2 separate regions of the Arachis hypogaea genome follow, and region 2 is linked to region 1. The links are chromatin contacts, called in public Hi-C maps. All regions are on one chromosome and are shown on one strand. The core of a region is the stretch at or near the end of the contact, and the rest is flanking DNA. Distances in the headings are between cores, read along the strand shown.

What was found. A called contact is a pair of places that touch in the nucleus more often than the background predicts.
Region 2: a Hi-C map of leaf shows a contact between it and region 1, with 4 times the contacts expected there. The contact joins the promoter of LOC112766291 here to the promoter of LOC112764382 in region 1. A contact is called at or near these places in 3 of 8 Hi-C or Micro-C datasets (leaf and an unstated tissue).

Annotation. Positions count from the first base shown.
Region 1 is chr17:28,799,888-28,803,509 of arahy.Tifrunner.gnm2.J5K5, reverse strand. LOC112764382 (UDP-glycosyltransferase 71K2) reads left to right here and starts at 1,550. Exons shown (of 1, transcript XM_025809938.3): 1 at 1,550-3,244. The coding sequence starts at 1,766. The coding sequence ends at 3,169. It overlaps LOC112764383 (UDP-glycosyltransferase 71K1), which reads left to right. Exons shown (of 3, transcript XR_003183130.3): 3 at 1-935.
Region 2 is chr17:28,935,684-28,939,485 of arahy.Tifrunner.gnm2.J5K5, reverse strand. LOC112766291 (cytochrome P450 86A1) reads left to right here and starts at 2,225. Exons shown (of 1, transcript XM_025812200.3): 1 at 2,225-3,802. The coding sequence starts at 2,274.

The DNA of each region.
Region 1 (3,622 bases), core at 301-2,800:
AACTCGAATGTAGACCAAGCACAATGTGGTAGTATCCTGAAATGGCTTGATGAGCAGCCACCATGTTCTGTTATTTTTCTGTGTTTTGGGAGTAGAGGAAGCTTTGGTCCATATCAAACAAGAGAAATAGCACTGGCACTTCAGCATTGTGGACTATGCGTTCTGCGCCAATGTGGGCTATGCGTTCTCCACAACCGACCAAGGTCAACGACAAGAGTAATTTTCCAGAAGGGTTCTTAGAATCATGGAAGGTAGGGGAATGATCTGTGAGTGGGCTCCCCAAGTGGAGATTCTTGCTCACAAAGGAAGTGCCGTGTTTGTGTCGCATTGTGGTTGGAACTCTATTTCGGAGAGCTTGTGGTTTGGGATGCCAATATTGACATGGCCTATCTATGCAGAACAGCAACTGAATGCTTTTTGGATGGTTAAGGAATTTGGAATGCCTCATTGGAATTAAAACTGGATTATAGAACTGATAGTGATGTTGTAATGGCAAACGAAATTGAAAAAGGGCTGAAACAGTTGATGGACAAAGATAGTGTGGTGCACAAGAAGGTGAAATAGATGAAGGATATGGCTGGAAAAGATGTCCTTAGTGGTGCTCTTCTTTGAATTCTGTTGAAGAACTAATTGAGGGTATTGTAGGTAGCAATTTATAACTATTCTGTAGTGTTTCATGAATATAGTTTTCCTTTCTTAGAATCAATGAATAAATTAGTGTGATAGAGAATTTTCTGACTAATATAATATAAGTTAGAAAATTAAATTATTGTAGTTGGTCTATCAATTTTTCTTAAACTGTTGCCAGATCTTTCTATTCCCATATGCTCTATTTTAATGTTGATTAAACCTCTATGATAATGATGCTATTAGCATTAGCACTAAGTCATACTTATTATCATTAGTGGAAAATTACAAATTACAATGTTTTCATCTTCGTGACCTACTTCCTTATATATACGCCTGCTGAATGGTGTTATCAAGTTTAAAAGCATTCAAACTACATTAAACAGTTGAAAGAAAGATCAAAGAAACAATGATATAAAATGCAACATAGTTAATTAGTTATTAGATCTCTGCTTATCTGAGACATAAGATCCTACTAAACAAAACAAATGATGAATCATAATTTTGGCTGTTCACATCTAACCTAGTGAATAAAATGGATTACCTCAATAACAAATTTATGATTAGCAAAGTCGTTAAAGTACCAACCAGATTTTTTGAATTAAGAAACCATGCCTGAATATTTGTGTGCCCTTTTGTATTGTGCTACTAATTATTGAGCTGTTGAGAGCCAATCGCATCTATATTATTATTGGTTTGACTTGGTATATATTAGGATTTAATATATTATAAATAAATAAACAAACAGATAGTAGAATGTTATCAAGTATGCAAATTGCTAGCAGGGTCAGACTTTTGATATGCACTATTTTCTTAAGGAAAAAAATCTTGGTAGGTTATCGTGTGATTGATATCTATCTATCTTAAACAATAAACAACTACCTATAAATAAATCATTTTTGAAAGTGTAATGTTTGGGTCCCTGCAGCCTGCAATTTAATTTTATATTTCCATTATGAATTAGACCCTACATTGATACACTCAGCATCTAGAAGATTGTTGAAAAACAAGGCCACCGCATCATCCATAGCCTCATCTAGTTCCGTGTTCTTGTTGAAAACTTTGTAATTATTGTTTTTAAATTCCTCATGCCCTTTAATGGTTGCAGAAGCCTAAAAGACTAAGAAGAACAAAGAACATGGATGACACTGAGCTGAAGAACAAAGCAAAATTGATCTTCATTCCTTCACCAGGAATTGGTCACTTGTCTTCAGCTCTTGAATTTGCAAAACTTCTAATCAACCGTTATAACCACCTTTCCATCACAATCCTCTGCATCAAGCTCACTACCACCTCCGTTTCTGATTCATATATAAAATCAGATTTATCTTCACAATCACAAATCGAACTTATCAACGTCCCTGAAATAGAACCACTTCCACCAGAGCTGCTACTGAAAGCTCCACTATACTATGTCTTGACCTTTTTGCAGAACCTTGCGCCGCACGTCAAAGAAACTGTGCAAAGCATTTTATCATCCTATCCGAATTCTGGGTCGGAACCAGCTGTTGCGTTGGTTGTCGATTTCGTGTTTGCTTCCCTGATTGATGTGGGAAGAGAACTGAGCATCCCTTCTTATTTATACATGCCATCAAATGCAGGATTTCTAAGTCTCATGCTTTCCCTCCGCAATCGTCGAATGGAGGATGTTTTCAATGATTCTGATCCTGATATACTGATTCCAGGTATCTCAAATCTTGTTCCTTTAAAGGTTTTACCTGATGCTCTTTTAAGCAAAGATGGATACGTTCCATGTCACATGCTAGCGCAGAAGTTCATAGACACCAAAGGTATCATTGTTAACACTTTTATGGAGATAGAGAAGTATGCTATTGATGCATTATCTGATGGGAAAAATCCTCCTATATATGCTATTGGTCCTTTGATTAATCCAAAATCTCATCCAAATTCAAAGTTAGAACAAACCCAACATGATATGATATTGAGATTTCTTGATTACCAAGAAACTTCTTCTGTTGTTTTTCTGTGTTTTGGGAGTAGGGGAAGCTTTAGTCCATCCCAAACAAGGGAAATAGCTACGGCGCTTCAGCGTAGTGGAGTTAGGTTCTTGTGGGCTATGCGTTCGCCACCAAACAAAGCCAGTGATGATGAGAGTGCCTTGCCAGAAGGGTTCTTAGAATGGATGGAAGGCATGGGAATCATTTGCGAATGGGCGCCACAAATTGAGATTCTTGCACACAAAGCCATTTGTGGCTTCGTGTCGCATTGTGGTTGGAACTCTATTTTGGAGAGCTTGTGGTTTGGGGTACCAATGTTGACATGGCCTATCTATGCAGAACAGCAACTGAATGCTTTTAGGATGGTGAAAGAGTTTGGATTAGCATTGGAGTTAAAACTGGAATATAGAACTGGAAGTGATGTTGTAATGGCAGATGAGATAGAGGAAGGACTGAAAAAATTGATGGAGAAAGATAGTATTGTGCACAAGAAGGTGCAAGAGATGAAAGATATGGCTAGGAATGCTGTCCTTGATGGTGGATCATCTTTCAAATCTATTGGAGAGTTTGTTGATAGTATATGAGCTTGTGTTACATGCACTCAAAAGTCAAAATTTCTTGTCATCAAAATTAATTTTATAAAATTAACTTTATACAAACTTCTGTTTACAAACTGTAATCCAAACACTCTCACAGTTGATTCACTTTTCTTTGATATATTGTGTAGCAGATAAAAGTATGCTGGCTCAATGTACGGGAAAAAAACAAGTATAAAAACAATTTCTAATGTGATATCATAAGCAGGCAGCAACTGACGATAACTATGGTATTTCATTGATATACGTGTTCCTTGCTTAGAATCAGTGAATAAAGAACCTCAAAATGTTTATTTTCAGTATCTATAGACTATCAAATACTATCAGCCTGTATGAATCATAAGACCCTTACTAGTTACTAGTTAAAGAAGAGGGGGGGAAAACTCCAAATTAAACAATAGTTTCTTAGTTGTTGAGAAATGTTATTATTGGAACCCTCCA
Region 2 (3,802 bases), core at 976-3,475, 140 kb before region 1:
TATATTCACAACACATACAACATCTGCCTTCTATGTCAATATCCCAGTTGTTTTTCAGGTCAAGTTTTGAATAGGTATAAGGAACAGAATAGACTATTCTACTACGATTTTAGTGTGTAATAATTACAACAAATCTAAACCGTCAAGATTTTTAATTATTTATCTCTACAGTACTACAGGCTGGATCTTTGGTGAACCAATAAAAGTCACTGGATCATTTGAAAACTTTCTTATACTTTAAATAATAATATTCAATCAAAACATCATCCCCATTTTCATATTAAAAATAATTTTCGCGAGAAGTTTTCGTTTTTTGGTCGATGCAATTGATTGATGCGCTTTATTTTCATTATTATTACTAGCCCCTCTATATCTGCCACGATTCAATTAATGAAAGTAATGGCAAACCCAAAAGGAGCATGCAGAAAACAAACCGATATAACTGAGAAACATATGAGGATGGTAACGTACACTTTGGTTTTTACTGTGCCATGATGATGATGAATTGATGATGGTAAATATAATTAAATAAGAGATTTTTCGTTTAAGATCATATTTCCTCTTTTTAAAATATATATTTTTTATGATAAAAAAATTTATGTTAGATATACATTAAACTTAATCACCAAAATCAATTATATAGACAAATATAAAATATATATTAAATACAAAATAAACAATAAAAATAAACAGTAATTAATTTTAAAATACACATAATATTTTGTAAAAAAATATATTAAAAAATGTAATGAAATGACAAAATTAACTATAATAACTTAAAAATTTAATGAGAGAGTCAATTTTTTTTGTCAATATCAACCAATTTAATTATTTAAATTTTTAATTTTTAATTTAAATTTTAAATATTAAATTCTAAATTCTAAAAAATAATGCTACATAATTAAAAAAGAAGCCACTCAAATAAAGACGTTTAAAATATTTTTTTTAAATATATTTTTTAGTAATTAAATTTAACACATATAATTGATTAAATCGTGTTATTTTTGTTAAAATTAGGCCGGACAAATTAATTTGACAAAAAAATGGTGAATTGAATCTTGAACTGGTCTAAATTAATATTATTTTTTTAATAGAAAATGACTATAGTTTAGACCAGTTCAAGATTCGATTCACCATTTTTTTGTCAAATTAATTTGTCTAATTTTGACAAAAATAATACGGTTTAATTGATTATGGGCTTGTTTGGATACTATTTTTAAAAAAGATTTTTTTTAATGATTTTTTAAAAGATCTTTTACAAAAGTAAAAGTGATTTTATGTTTAAATATCTCATATAAAAAAATCTTTTTATCTATCAATTATGTTTGGGTAAAATAAGATAAAAGTAATTTTTTATTCATTTATTATGTGAAAAATATTTTTTTTAAGGAAAATAGATCTTTTAAAAAAGATATAAATTGTAACTTCTTAAAAAAGATCTTTTTTATTTATTTTTCTAATACTTTTACTATTAGAAATTTGCTAAACACATTAAAAAAAATATTTTTTATTGAAAAAGATATTTTTTATCGATTTAATGGTGCCCAAACAAGCACTATATATGTGTTAAATTTTAATTACTAAAAAATCTCTTTAAAAAAAGATATTTTAAACGTCTTTATCTGAGTATTTTAAACGTATTTATCTGAGTGACTCCCAACCAAAAAAATAATCAATTTTGGCCAATATTTTATCAATACTCTAAATTTTAATACTCTAAACTCAAATAAGTACTAATTTTTTAATCATAAACTCTAAATTTTAAATTTTAATATTATACAAACAAAGAAATTAGTTAACTAATATTAATTAAAAATATGGCCTCTTAATATTTTTTAAGCCTAAATTCTAATTTTAAATCTTAAATTTTTTAAAAATTAAAATAAAATTTAAAAAATATTTTACAAAAAAAATGAACTAATATTAACTAAAAATTATGTGACTTAATTACATAATTAAATATTTAAATGATAATACAAAAATATATATTTACCATCCTATTTAAATTAAATCATAAGAATATATATAAACTTATTTGCGTGCAAGAAACTCTTCATCTAGTAGCAATACTACAAGTACCGTCACTATTGATCAATATCCGAATGATCCACCTAATATTGACCACTCTACTAGACAAGAAAGAAAGAAACAAAGATTCCTAACAACTCTTCCTAAACCTTCTCATATGTCACACTCCCAAAAATATATAAACAAAGAGTGTTCTTCATGCAAAGTCCAACTTAATTAGTGTCCTTTCATTACTGCATCATATCATGCAAATGGAAACCCTCCCACTCCTCCTCACCCTAGCAGCAGCACTATCAGCTTACTTCCTTTGGTTCAAACTCCTTTCCCAGACCTTAACCGGCCCGAAGGCCTGGCCATTCGTGGGGAGCCTCCCGGTCCTCTTCAAGAACCGGAACCGTGTCCACGACTGGATAGCCGACAACCTCCGCGCCACCGCTGGAGCCACGTACCAAACATGTATCATACCATTTCCTTTCTTGGCGCGCAAGCAAGGGTTCTACACGGTCACCTGCCACCCGAAAAACCTTGAGCACATACTCCGAACCCGGTTCGACAACTACCCTAAGGGCCCTAAATGGCAAACGGCATTCCACGACCTCTTAGGACAAGGGATTTTCAACAGCGACGGTGACACGTGGCTCATGCAGCGGAAAACAGCTGCCTTAGAGTTCACAACACGAACCCTAAGGCAAGCGATGGCACGGTGGGTGAACCGCACCATCAAGAATCGTCTATGGTGCATCCTAGACAAAGCGGCAAAGGAGAAGGTTCATGTAGATCTTCAGGACCTTCTCCTTCGCCTTACATTTGACAACATTTGCGGCCTTACTTTCGGGAAGGACCCCGAAACCCTCTCACCACATTTACCAGAAAACCCTTTTGCCGTGGCGTTCGACACCGCAACGGAAGCTACAATGCACAGATCCTTGTATCCAGGTATCGTTTGGAGGTTCCAGAAGCTTCTGTGCATCGGACAAGAAAAACGGTTAAAGGAGAGTCTCGAGATAGTTGAAACTTACATGAACGACGCCATTTTGGACCGCAAGGAATCCCCTTCGGACGACTTGCTCTCCCGTTTCATGAAGAAGCGTGACGCTAACGGAAAACCGTTAAGCCCAACTATCTTGCAACGGATCGTTCTGAATTTCGTTTTGGCGGGAAGGGACACGTCATCCGTGGCGCTCAGCTGGTTCTTCTGGCTCGTAATGAACCACCCCAATGTGGAGGCGAGGATCGTGGCGGAGATCACGGCGATACTCAACCGGAGCCGCGGCGGAGACCGACGGCGGTGGGTGGAGGAACCACTGGACTTCGACGAGGCGGACAAGATGGTTTACCTGAAGGCAGCGCTGGCGGAGACGCTGCGGTTGTACCCGTCGGTGCCTCAGGATTTCAAGCAGGCCGTCGCCGACGATGTGTTGCCAGATGGCACGGTGGTTCCGGCGGGTTCGACGGTGACGTATTCGATATACTCGGCGGGGAGGGTTGAGTGTGTTTGGGGAAAAGATTGTTTGGAGTTTAGACCGGAGCGGTGGCTTTCGATTCGTGAAGACCGGTTCGAACCGCCAAAGGATGGGTTTAAGTTCGTGGCTTTTAACGCTGGACCGAGAACTTGTTTGGGGAAGGACCTGGCTTACCTTCAGATGAAATCGGTGGCTGCGGCTGTGCTTTTGAGGTACCGGCTGTTGCCGGTTCCCGGTCACCGTGTGGAGCAGAAGATGTCACTCACTTTGTTCATGAAGAATGGGCTCAGGGTGTTCCTGGAACCAAGGAA